Linked DNA regions of Mus musculus: region 2 is linked to region 1. Evidence: chromatin contacts called from public promoter capture Hi-C data. All regions are on one chromosome and are shown on one strand. The core of a region is the stretch at or near the end of the contact, and the rest is flanking DNA. Distances in the headings are between cores, read along the strand shown.

Region 1 (5,514 bases), core at 1,460-3,959:
GGTAGCACTGGTGAAAATAATGCTTCCAGGCAACCACGAGAGCCGGCGGGGCCAGGTCCACCTTGTTCAAGACCAGCACCAGGGCCAGCCCAAGCTCTCCAGTTACATACTCGTAAAGTGCTGGTGGGAAGTTCACAACCTGTGACACAATTGATAAGAGGACAGAGTGACAAGAAGCGAGTCAAGAGTTTGCTGACCCCAGCTCCCTGTCACCAGGCACAGCTCTGGCAGAAGTAGATTCTGTGGTGAAAACAGTTAACCCAGCCGCACCAAGCAGGGAAGGCAAAGCAGGTATTAATAACAACCTGGGCAGGCCTCAGGGAGCTTCCTGCAGGTCATGATGAGAGAAATGGAGGCAAGTCTGACAATATCTGAGTGCACTGAGGTGATGACAGTCAGGAACAGGGACAGGGACCAGGTAAGAAGTACACAGCTCTATGCACGCGTGTACATGTCTGTGTTAGGTGTGTATGGCTGTGTACATCATATGTGCATGTGACAAGGATCAGAGATGAATAAAAAGTTCAGCTCCTGAGGCTGGGGTGCGACTCAGTGGTAAAAAGCTCAGGCCTAGTACGAGCAAGATGCAAGGCCCAGGGCTTCATCCTCGGTGGCAGAGCAGAGCAAAACAAAAGGAAATGCAAATGGTGCCATTGCCTGAGGAACACCAAGGTTGACCTCTGTGGCTTCCCAATTCCAAGCATACCGTCTACAAGTGGGATGGCAAGCACCTGCAAATCAGAGCCTTTCACACACACCCACCAAAAGGTGTAAAAAGAGCTCTCTGGCCGGGCGTGGTGGCGCACGCCTTTAATCCCAGCACTCGGGAGGCAGAGGCAGGTGGATCTCCTTGTAGATCCTGGAACTCACTTTTGTAGACCAGTATGGACAGCCAGGGCTATACAGAGAAACCCTGTCTTGAAAGCCAACCAAACAAACAAACAAAGATCTCTCTGCCTTCCAATTCCTGCCTCAGAACACTCTCATACTAGAATCATCCCCTTTCCCCCTTGCAAACCTTTCAAAGTCCTCACCGGATGTCGGATGTCAGTAATGAGCAGGACGATGTCAGACATCTCTAACACCCGCCACAGCTGCCTCCATGTCTGAAAAGATCAGAAGAGAGACTGTCTTCAGTTTGGCTGCTGCCTGAACCAGGACACTAAGATCACAGTATGTCGACTCAGTAAACACGCCACCATCACCTCCAGATTGTGCTCAAAGTAGCTGAGTTTCTCTGAAGTGTATGCCCCGTGTATCTTCCCAAGGTATTCCTGGAAGCTCCGCTCCTCCTGGCTCATTAGCTGTTCCTTGGACATCTCATAACTCCAAGGAGGCCGCCGGGGAAAGTCCAGGACTGGGAAACAAGGAAAGAGACCGGATAAGCATGAGGACTTTTTCTGGACCCCTTCTCTGGCCAGCAAGTTCCCCAGGCTGATGGCATACACAAGTAGCCCCCACTCACCTGAGCCAGGCTGATACACTTCCCGGATATCCAACTCTAACACTTCAGCACTGACCGGCTGCAACACTTGCTCTCTGGCCGCTCTCTTTCTCCTCTCCACCTCCTCCCGGCTGTCCCGTTCAAAATGCAGCCGGTATCTAAGGGGAAAGGGACCACACATCTAGTGGAGTCCTGTGACAAACAATCTCCTCTTCTGACCACAAAACTGCAAAGGTTCCTCTCCTGGTTGTTCAAGTCTCCTCTAAACAAACTCTTGACAGTCCCCATTGGAAGGCAAGAAAGATTGTGGCCCATCCAGGGAGAACCACCTTCCTTGGCTTCCAGCCTCACTAGTTCCACTTTCAATCCTTCATCGGAAGCTTTTCCTAAGGGTGAGGGCGGGGAAACTGCGGCCAGCGCCCTTCTCCTTGGCTTACCGGTTGGGGTCGTAGCCTCTGGGCCCCAGGCCCTGGGAAGGTTGCTGGTTGAGCCTGCGGATATGATGGGTCACGGATTCCCCATCCGACGTGTCCGTCTGCTCCTCCCGCCGCTCCCGGCTACCGCTGCGGCTGTTGGAACTGGAGCGCAGCCCATCTTGGAGCCCTGAGGGGAGGGGCCGGTGACGCCGGTGTAGACCGGTTCTTAGGGGACCTAAAGCCCCCCGAGCCGGTAGGACAAGCTCTTCTTCAGCCGACCCAACTTCTCCAGAGGCTCCATCTTCCCAACCGCGCGCCCCAACCCCGTCCCGGATGGGCCTGGAGGTCGTCACAGCGCCCTGTGGCAGCAGCAGCAGAAGCAGAAGCAGAGTTTCCCATCCCCCACCCTCCACCCCTCCCCGTCCCGCCGCTGCGGGAAACCCCCACCGTGGCAGCCCACGCGGGATCGCGAGAGCCCACCCACCCACCCCCCGCCCGCGGTGCCGCGGCACAGCCCTCCTCCAGAGCTGCGCAGCGGCCCCGCCCCCTCCCTGACCTCGCTTCCGCTCCCGCTTGTCCTGCAGCTGCTTCTTCTTCTGCTTCACGCTGAAGGGCTTCTTCCTCGGCATGGCCCCGGAGCCCCGGCCCGCCCTCCGCCGAGCTCCCCGCCGCCGCAACTGACTCCCCGGGGCAGCCCCCGCCGGCGGCCCGGGGCCCTGGGGAGGCGGGGCCGCGGTGACGTCAGCAGCGAGCGGCGGGGAGCGGGGAGCGGGGCGGCGGGGATGCAAGCGGCGGCACGTGAGAGTCCGCGGGTCCGGGATGCACGGTGCGGCGAGCGGGAGACGCGCGTGGGAGGCCCGAGCCGACTCCGTCACGGGCGCTACCAAGTGGCAGTCGCGGGAGGGGGGACGCGTGTCACCGCCGCCCGGCGCTCCCGGGAGCTGCCACTCACCTGGCGGGGGCCGGGCGACGGGGCGAGGACACGCCCCACCGCGCGGCCGCCTGGAGAGGATGGCCCCTGGCGGGAGAGCCGGGACTGCGCTGGCTGCCCGGTGGACTGGCTGCCCCGTGGACTGGCCTGCGGCAACAGGACTCGGTAAGGAGATTGCGGAAGAGGCAGGTTCACTGGCCACACGTGCGAGCGCGGGTGAGGAGGAAAAGCGAGCGGGACAAGGACTTTTGGAGAGAGGTCAGAGAGCACGGAGTTGTGGCTGTAGTTGTTGCCATGGTAACTGGGGCCCGGATGTGGCGACCTTAGGATGCGACAGGCCTCTCGCGTGCCGCCAGAGTCCCGAAGCCTGTCCGGTGTCTCACTGGAATGGGGTGGTGCTTTCCCACGTGGAGAGGAACTGCACAAGGGGGAGCAAAGCTTCCCCACGCGCGCGGCGGGGTGAGCGAGGCACCTTGTAGGAGCGAACGGCCGCGGCACATCCACGACCTCCCGGAAGTGGCATGGTGGGCGCCTCGGTCACCCGGCCCATCGCCCACCCGGAAGCGGAAGGAAAGCTAGTGTGCCCCTTCCTCACTGCCCTCCAAATCTTGCTGCAGCCATTGCCGCAGCCGCTATGCCGAAACGAAAGAAGCAGGACCAGCCGCCGCCGCTGCCGCAGCAGCAGCAACATCTCGCACTGTCTGAGCGGGACGAGCCTGGAGATGAGGAGGATGAGCGCCCCATGGGTGAGGGGCAGGGCGTGCACACGCCTGTCAGCCGGCCAGGGGGCTAGGATAGAATGAAATGCGGGGGAGGAGGTGCCAACGGAAGGAGGAAGGGCGCACGCGTGGAGGTGGGGTGGGACGTGGTGGGGGAGGGATGCTGGTGGAACCTGGATTGAGGGCTTCGCTTGCTTGAACCCTCAACCTCAATCTGGCTCCTAATCCTTTCTGGAGAAGGCAGGGGAGGTGGCGGCTCGGCTAAACATCTGGCTTGCGCAACCGCAGAATGGCGGGGGGAGAGGGGTGGCAGCGATGTTACAGATTGTGATGATCGGGAAGACAATTTGTGACCACACTTCCACTGGTTAGGTCAACCTTCTGTGAACTACTCCCCCGAGGGAAGGAGAGGAGAAAAAAACTATGATGGGCCAACAGTTAAGGTGAGGGATTGGGGTACGTGGAATCACTGGCATGTTGTGGATGCAGCACTGTGAGGAAAGAGCTGTTAGAGACCTCTGTTACCCTCTGATGGACTCTCAAACAACTCTGCAGAGGGACGGGCAGATGGACGGGGTGAGAGTTTGCGGCACTGCTGAGTGGATATATGACTTACCTGGTTAAAAACTGAGTGTTATAAGACCACGTAAGGACGAGGTGATCAGTCCTTTGCACCGTTCTGATGGCTGTTTTCTCACGTCTGCTCTTAGGACCACCCAGCCTTCTGGGCCCTCCCCCCATGGCTAACGGGAAGCCTGGTGATCCCAAGTCAGGTGAGGAGAAATTGGGCCCTGATTCATGTTTTAAGCCCTGGAGAAGGGATGGACCCCTAAAGACTTAAACAAAAGCCCAGGGATTGTGTGTACCTAAATGAGGGATCATATATTAACCGTTTGGAAATACGGTGTTGTCAAAATGTTACTTTCCTTCCAGATTAACTCCTAGGTCTGTCTTTATTTGTGTGTAGAAATAAATGTTCTCCATTATAGAGGCTCTAAATGGGACACTACCAAGACCAAAGTGAGAGGGCATAGCAAGATTTAGTGAAAAGCTGCAGTAGCTATGACATTGTGGTTTTCACAGAATGTCAACATAAGTTCTTAACATGTGGAAGGATCAGGAGTTCCTGGCCAGCCTCTCCTGCAATAGCAAATTTGAGACCGGCTAGCCTAGGCTACATGAGACCCTATCTGAGTGCAATCGGAGGCCTGTAGATATATGAACACAGAATTCTGTGTAAAGATGAAATCAACGAAGTGGTTCTGTCAGTAAACAAAGTTGTCTCAATTGGACTTTTTTTGTGTGTAAAACTATGAACTTTGACTTTGTAATAGTCGTACCAAATAAAAACACCAATTCTAAGCAGATTGTAAAATAAACATTCTTATAAAAAGTTAACCATGTCTCATGGTCTTAGAGTAGGTAAGCGTTTGTAAACAGCACACAGACCAGGCATACTGGCAGCAGGAAAGCTCAGAGTTCAGTGTTACCCTGGCCTATATAAGACACTGTCTATAAAATTTAAAAGTAGCCAGGCTGTGGTGGTGCACGTCTTTGATCCCAGCACTTGGGAGGCAGAGGCAGGCGAATTTCTGAGTTCAAGGCCAGCCTAGTCCGGGCTATACAGAGAAACCCTGTCTTGAAAAAAAAACAAACAAAACAAAATCTAAAAGTAAAATGAGGAAGAACAGGAGGAGTGGTACTGTGGGAGGTGGTCCAGTTGATGAAGTATTTACTTCAAAAGCATGAAGTCCTGATTTCAGATCTTAGCAACCATGTAAAAAGCAAAAACCTGGGCCCAACAGTGATAAGGCAGAGGTAGACAGACTCTAGGACTTGCTGGCTAGCAAGTGTAGTTGAATCAGAGTGTTCCAGGTTCAGTGAGACCTTTCAGCCCCTGGCACACACAGACAAAAAGCACACACACATATGTTAATCATAAAGGAAGTATTTATGAATGAACTAAATCAATAACACAGACTTATACTAATCAGATAACACTGC
Region 2 (5,056 bases), core at 1,002-3,501, 970 kb before region 1:
GAGAGCATTCCCAAGAAGCAGCATCAAAGCTTATAAAGTTAGAAACCACCAGATTACATATATTCTGTCTACACATAGGCAGAGTCTAATTTTAGCATATGTCTTGCAGTTAGTTGTCTTAGCCATTGAGCAGAATAGGTAAATTTGATTACAAAAGCAGAAATAGTCTTATGGCCTATTATCTTGCTAGAATAGCAAATTTTACAAGAGCAGTCAATTTAATTTTTTTTTTTTCTGCAAGTATAACAGAGTATCATTAATAGTGTCCGGGACTGGTGCCTGCCCATGGGATGGGTCTCAAGTTGGACAGGGTTATTGGTTGGCCATCCCTTAGCCTCTGCTCCATCCCCTGTGCCTGCCTTTCTTATAGACAGAACAAATATCAGGTTCAAAGTTTTGTGGGTGGATTGGTGTGTCTTGATCCACTGAGGTCCTGCCTGACTACAGAGGTAGGTTCTTCAGATTCCATGTCCCTGATGTGTGAATCACGGCTAAGGTCACCTCCACTGACTCTTGGGTGCCTCCTCTATCCCAGGTCTCTGCCTCATCCTGGGAAGTTCTCCCCCAACCCCTCACCCCTGCTAGTTGCAGATTTCCATTCATTTTCATGGCCATCTAGCCAACTCTTCCTGTCCTTCCCCACACTGGATCCTGACTCCACCCTATTCCTTTCCCCATTGCCCCACCTTCCCAGTTCCCTTCCTCCATCTGACTTATGACTATTCCCCCTTCGAAATGAGATTCAAGAGTCCTCACTTGGGCCATGGAGTGTACTGTGGTACCTGTATTTTGTGGATAATATCCACTTATAATGAGTACATACCATGCTTCTTGTCCTCTGAGAGGCTCCACCCAGCTGCTCACTCAAGATACAGATACCCATAGCCAAACACTGGAAGGAGCTTGGGGACTCTTATAGAAGAATAGAAAGAAGGATTTCAAGTCCCAAAGGGAATAAGAACATCATAGGAAGACCAAATGAGTCAACTAACCCTTAGGACTCTCAGAATCTGAACTACCAAGCAAAGAGCATACATGGGCTGGACCTAGTCCTCCCCTCACATATGTAGCAGATGTGCAACTTGGTTGTCATGCGGGTCCCAAACAACTGGATCAGGGACAATCCCAAAAGCTGTTGCTTGTACATGGGACAGGTTCTTCTAGCTGGGCTGCCTTGTCTAGCCTCAGTGGGAGAGGAAGCACCTAGTGTCGCTGAGATTTGAAGTGTCAGGGTGTGGGGATAGCCAGGGGGATCCCACCCAACTCAGAGAAGGGGATGGGGATGGGGGAAGGATTGTGGGAGGGAGTACCTGGGAGAGGGGCAGTGAACAGGGTGTAAAGTGAATAATAATAATAATAAAATAATTCTTTGTTGGGTGGTGGTGGTGGCCTTTGATCCCAACACTGGAGGAGGCATAAGCAGGTAAGTTTCTGAATTTGAGGCCAGTCTGGTCTACAGAGAGAGTTCCAAAAGGGCCAAGGCTACACAAAGAAACCCTATTTGGGAAAACAAAACAAAACAAACAAACAAACAAACAAACAAACAAAAAAAAACCTTCAATGTCTGGTTAAAAGAGGTAGGCGGGCTGCCACGACAGTTTGTACAAGCTAGGAGCTTACAAATTAGAGCCCCCTCCCCCCGTTTGGACTCTCGAGCATAGTAAGCCTAAATGAAAACCATTACAAGGACAATACAAAAAAGATGCACTTATATGTATTATACATATATCTTATCTAAATCTAGTTTCTCATTGTAAGGAAACAAAAACTGGTATTTTTGGATGGATAGTGGAGAGATTTAACAAAATTTAACCAGATGAATTTGGATTTGTTACTCTGCCCCCTGCATCTAACCTTTGCATTCCTCAAACTGGGAGCTAAATGGTAATCTAGGTGTTTCAGGCTTTAATCTTAGGGCCTACTACAGTCAAAAAATTTCAGGTTTAGTGTACCTTCACTGGGATATCAACAAACAGGGAGACGGCTAGAACCCAGTGTATTTCCTGCTCCTGGAAAACCGCTCCTTGACAGAATGATAAAAAGGAATTTGGAGATAGCTCCCTGTCCCACCTAATTTTTTCACCTAAGCTTATGGATACAGCAGATAGGGTAAGGATTCTAGGCACACAGACCTCATCCTTTCAGCACAACGGCCTCGAGTTGACCAGCCAATGAACTTAAGCCTTGCCTAGCCCCACCCCCCCCACTATGACATCACTTCTGCCAACCTCAGCGTCTGCGCACTATTGCATTACGGCGGAACTATTCTGGCGACGCCTGCTTTGACCCAGGCGGTGGTGGGGAAGGGAAACTGTGTTCTGCAGGATGCGTCACAACCGGAAGTGAAAGGCCGGAAGTGGGGTTGGACAGGTTTTCCCCAGGGGTGGGGAAGCAGAGGCCGTGGAGGAGTAGGGGAGATTAAGAAGCTAGAGCATCCTGGCCTCTACTCCGAGTCTTGTACCGGTTCTCTTAGATCTCTGAGGCTCAGAAAAAGGAAAGGGTGTCTCATCCCGCTTTCTCGCTTTTCGCTTTAGCCATGGCGGAGACAGGGGCCGGGATAAGTGAGACCGTCACTGAGACAACGGTTACTGAGACAACGGTTACCGAGACAACCGAGCCAGTGAGAAAGGCGGGCAGGGGGTCTATTTAGGGGTCTGGGAGGCACTGGGAGGGGGAGGGGGGTTTGGAAAGTTGGTGGGTTTGGGATCTGGGACATCATGTGGGGTTTACTCTTATTGGGAAAATCGCAAGGAACTAAATAGAGATGCTTGGAGCCGCTCAAATGGTTCAAGTGACTGGTCAAGGATTGTTTAATCCGTAGTTACAATTAGAGTATAGGTGTTAAGGCTTGGGGTGGTGGTCTATGTACGTAATAAACGGAAACTGGGTTAAGGAGCCAGAAAGGTACTGGGAGGAAGTGAAACGCCATTTGAGAAGGCGTGGTTTTGGAGGCAAATGTACAGAACGAGTACTTACCAATAGTGCTTACCAATAGATAGTCATGGAATGGGTGCGTGTTAAAGCGGAGGAAATGAGGAAACAAGAAAATAAGGTGAAGTGTGTTTTGGCAGATCAGGGAGGAGAGAAGCAAATGAGCAAACAACTTTTGCAAAAACAAATTGCTTTCAAAGGGAGAAAGATGCGTTGGGTTTGACAATGTCTGGGTTGAAGGAGATTAGTAGTTTAGCAGTTATTACCAGAGATGCCAGAATGTTAAAGAATAAGTGGATAGGATTAGGGAGCCCTGGGCTTGAAGATGAGAGAAGAAAGAATGAAGGCTTTTTTGTAGAAGGAGGGTTTTGGATATTTGTTTTATTTTGATATGTGTGTGTGTGTGTGTGTGTGTGTAGGCCTGAAGTTAACCTCAGATGTCTGAGACATGGTCTATATTTATTTATTTATTTATTTACTTATGATACAGAGTCATTGTGCCTGGAGCTGGCCAAATAGGCTAGTCTGGCTAGCAAGAGATCTGCCTTTTTGCACCACCACCACCACCACATTTGACTTTTTGTTGTTGTTTTTGTTCCCGTGGATACAAGGGATCAAACTCAGGTCTTCATGCTTGCACCAAAAGAGCTTTACCAACAGAGATGTCTCCCCATCCCTGCTTTATTTTATTTTATTTTTTTCTGAGAAAATAGCTATACCATGTTGCAGAGGCCATTTCAGTCTCCCAAGTGCTGAGATTACATACCTCAGTCTCTTTAGAACATGAATAAGAGGTGTGAAGAAGAAAGTGAGATCAAAGGCCAGTCACAGGAAAGGGAGAAAATAACATTCATATATTAATGCCACCAAGGGTGATAGCGTTGGTTGTATCTTAGTTTGCCAATTTGCTGGCACCTTCCCTAGTTTAAGAATTGCCTTCTTTGCATACTATTGGTTATCAAGAACAGGGATTCATACTCTCCACAAACAGGCTGTCCTGCCTCTCCAGGGGCATGATGTGTGTTACTGACTGAGCCAGGGAAGAGAAAAAAGGAGGTTCCATAGGAAACAGGAAAAATCAAGAGGAAGTGAGTCAGATGGGCCCACACCTCTTTTAACTTTTCAGGAGAATCAGAGCCTAACTATGAAACTTCGGAAACGCAAGCCAGAGAAGAAGGTGGAGTGGTCCAGTGACACTGTGGACAATGAGCATATGGGGCGACGCTCGTCGAAATGTGAGTGTGGGTGGCCCAGTGTCCCTGGCCACCATCTCACTGTTGCTTTATAGCTCTATCGAGTTCTTGGTTGGAAAGAAAAATAGGTGGGAATAAAACTATGCGGTACCAACTGCCTGGAGTTAGGGGTGGGGGCGGGGGCAAGCCATGGCAGAATGGGAGTCAGGTTTTTCCGACTCTCTCTTGAATTCCTGGGGGAAGAGGCTAAGGCAGCTGGATTCCAGAAAAGTAGGGAGAGGTTTTCACACAGATCTGGTGGAAATGAAACTGACTGAACACTGCTCTTCATCCTTCTTAGCTGGCTTTCTCTCTCTCCATTCAGGCTGCTGTATTTATGAGAAGCCTCGGGCCTTTGGCGAGAGCTCCACCGAGAGTGATGAGGATGAAGAAGAAGGCTGTAGTCATAAGCACTGTGTACGGGGTCACCGCAAAGGACGGCGTCCTACAACCCCAGCACCCACCCCAACCACTCCTCCACAGCCTCCTGATCCCTCTAAGCCCCCTCCAGGACCTATGCAGCACTAAATCCCTCTCACCATTCATGTGTCTGCCTGCCCCAAATATATCCATCTGACATGGGGACTCCACCCATTGCCTCCGTTCTCCTGCCCCCTTCTTCCGTCTCCTGAGTGATAGAGAAGAGGAAGAGGAGGGTGGATACAGATCCTGGAATTCTGACTTGCTGCTGTTCCAGAACCCAGGCTTCTGGGTTCTCCCAGCCCCTGCTTCCCTACAGTTTGCTCCCATGCCTGGGATCCAGGCATCTTGGTCCCAGTCTATCCCTTTTGTTCTCACTGCCAAACTACCTGTCCTGGGATCCAGTATCTTGGCCACCTGCACCCTCAGCTTGAGTCCCAAGCACTTCAACTGGGTTTTCAACGGTCCCAGCT

What was found. Promoter capture Hi-C pulls out the DNA fragments that hold promoters and counts their contacts.
Region 2: a promoter capture Hi-C map of pre-B cells shows a contact between it and region 1. The contact joins the promoter of Ppp1r11 here to the promoter of Gnl1 in region 1. A contact is called at or near these places in 10 of 39 promoter capture datasets (the 3T3-L1 cell line, 3T3-L1-derived adipocytes, the C10 cell line and 7 more), 1 of 484 Hi-C or Micro-C datasets (rod photoreceptor) and 2 of 115 datasets of contacts at active chromatin or transcription factors (astrocytes and embryonic forebrain).

What each region holds. Positions count from the first base shown.
Region 1 is chr17:35,977,150-35,982,663 of GRCm38.p6, reverse strand. It overlaps Gnl1 (guanine nucleotide binding protein-like 1), which reads right to left and starts at 2,709. Exons shown (of 12, transcript NM_008136.2): 1 at 2,417-2,709; 2 at 1,882-2,047; 3 at 1,466-1,602; 4 at 1,206-1,357; 5 at 1,035-1,106; 6 at 1-139. The coding sequence starts at 2,489. It overlaps Prr3 (proline-rich polypeptide 3), which reads left to right and starts at 3,369. Exons shown (of 4, transcript NM_145487.4): 1 at 3,369-3,537; 2 at 4,221-4,283. The coding sequence starts at 3,426.
Region 2 is chr17:36,948,987-36,954,042 of GRCm38.p6, reverse strand. Ppp1r11 (protein phosphatase 1, regulatory inhibitor subunit 11) reads left to right here and starts at 2,251. Exons shown (of 3, transcript NM_029632.3): 1 at 2,251-2,620; 2 at 4,058-4,166; 3 at 4,489-5,056. The coding sequence starts at 2,537. The coding sequence ends at 4,691.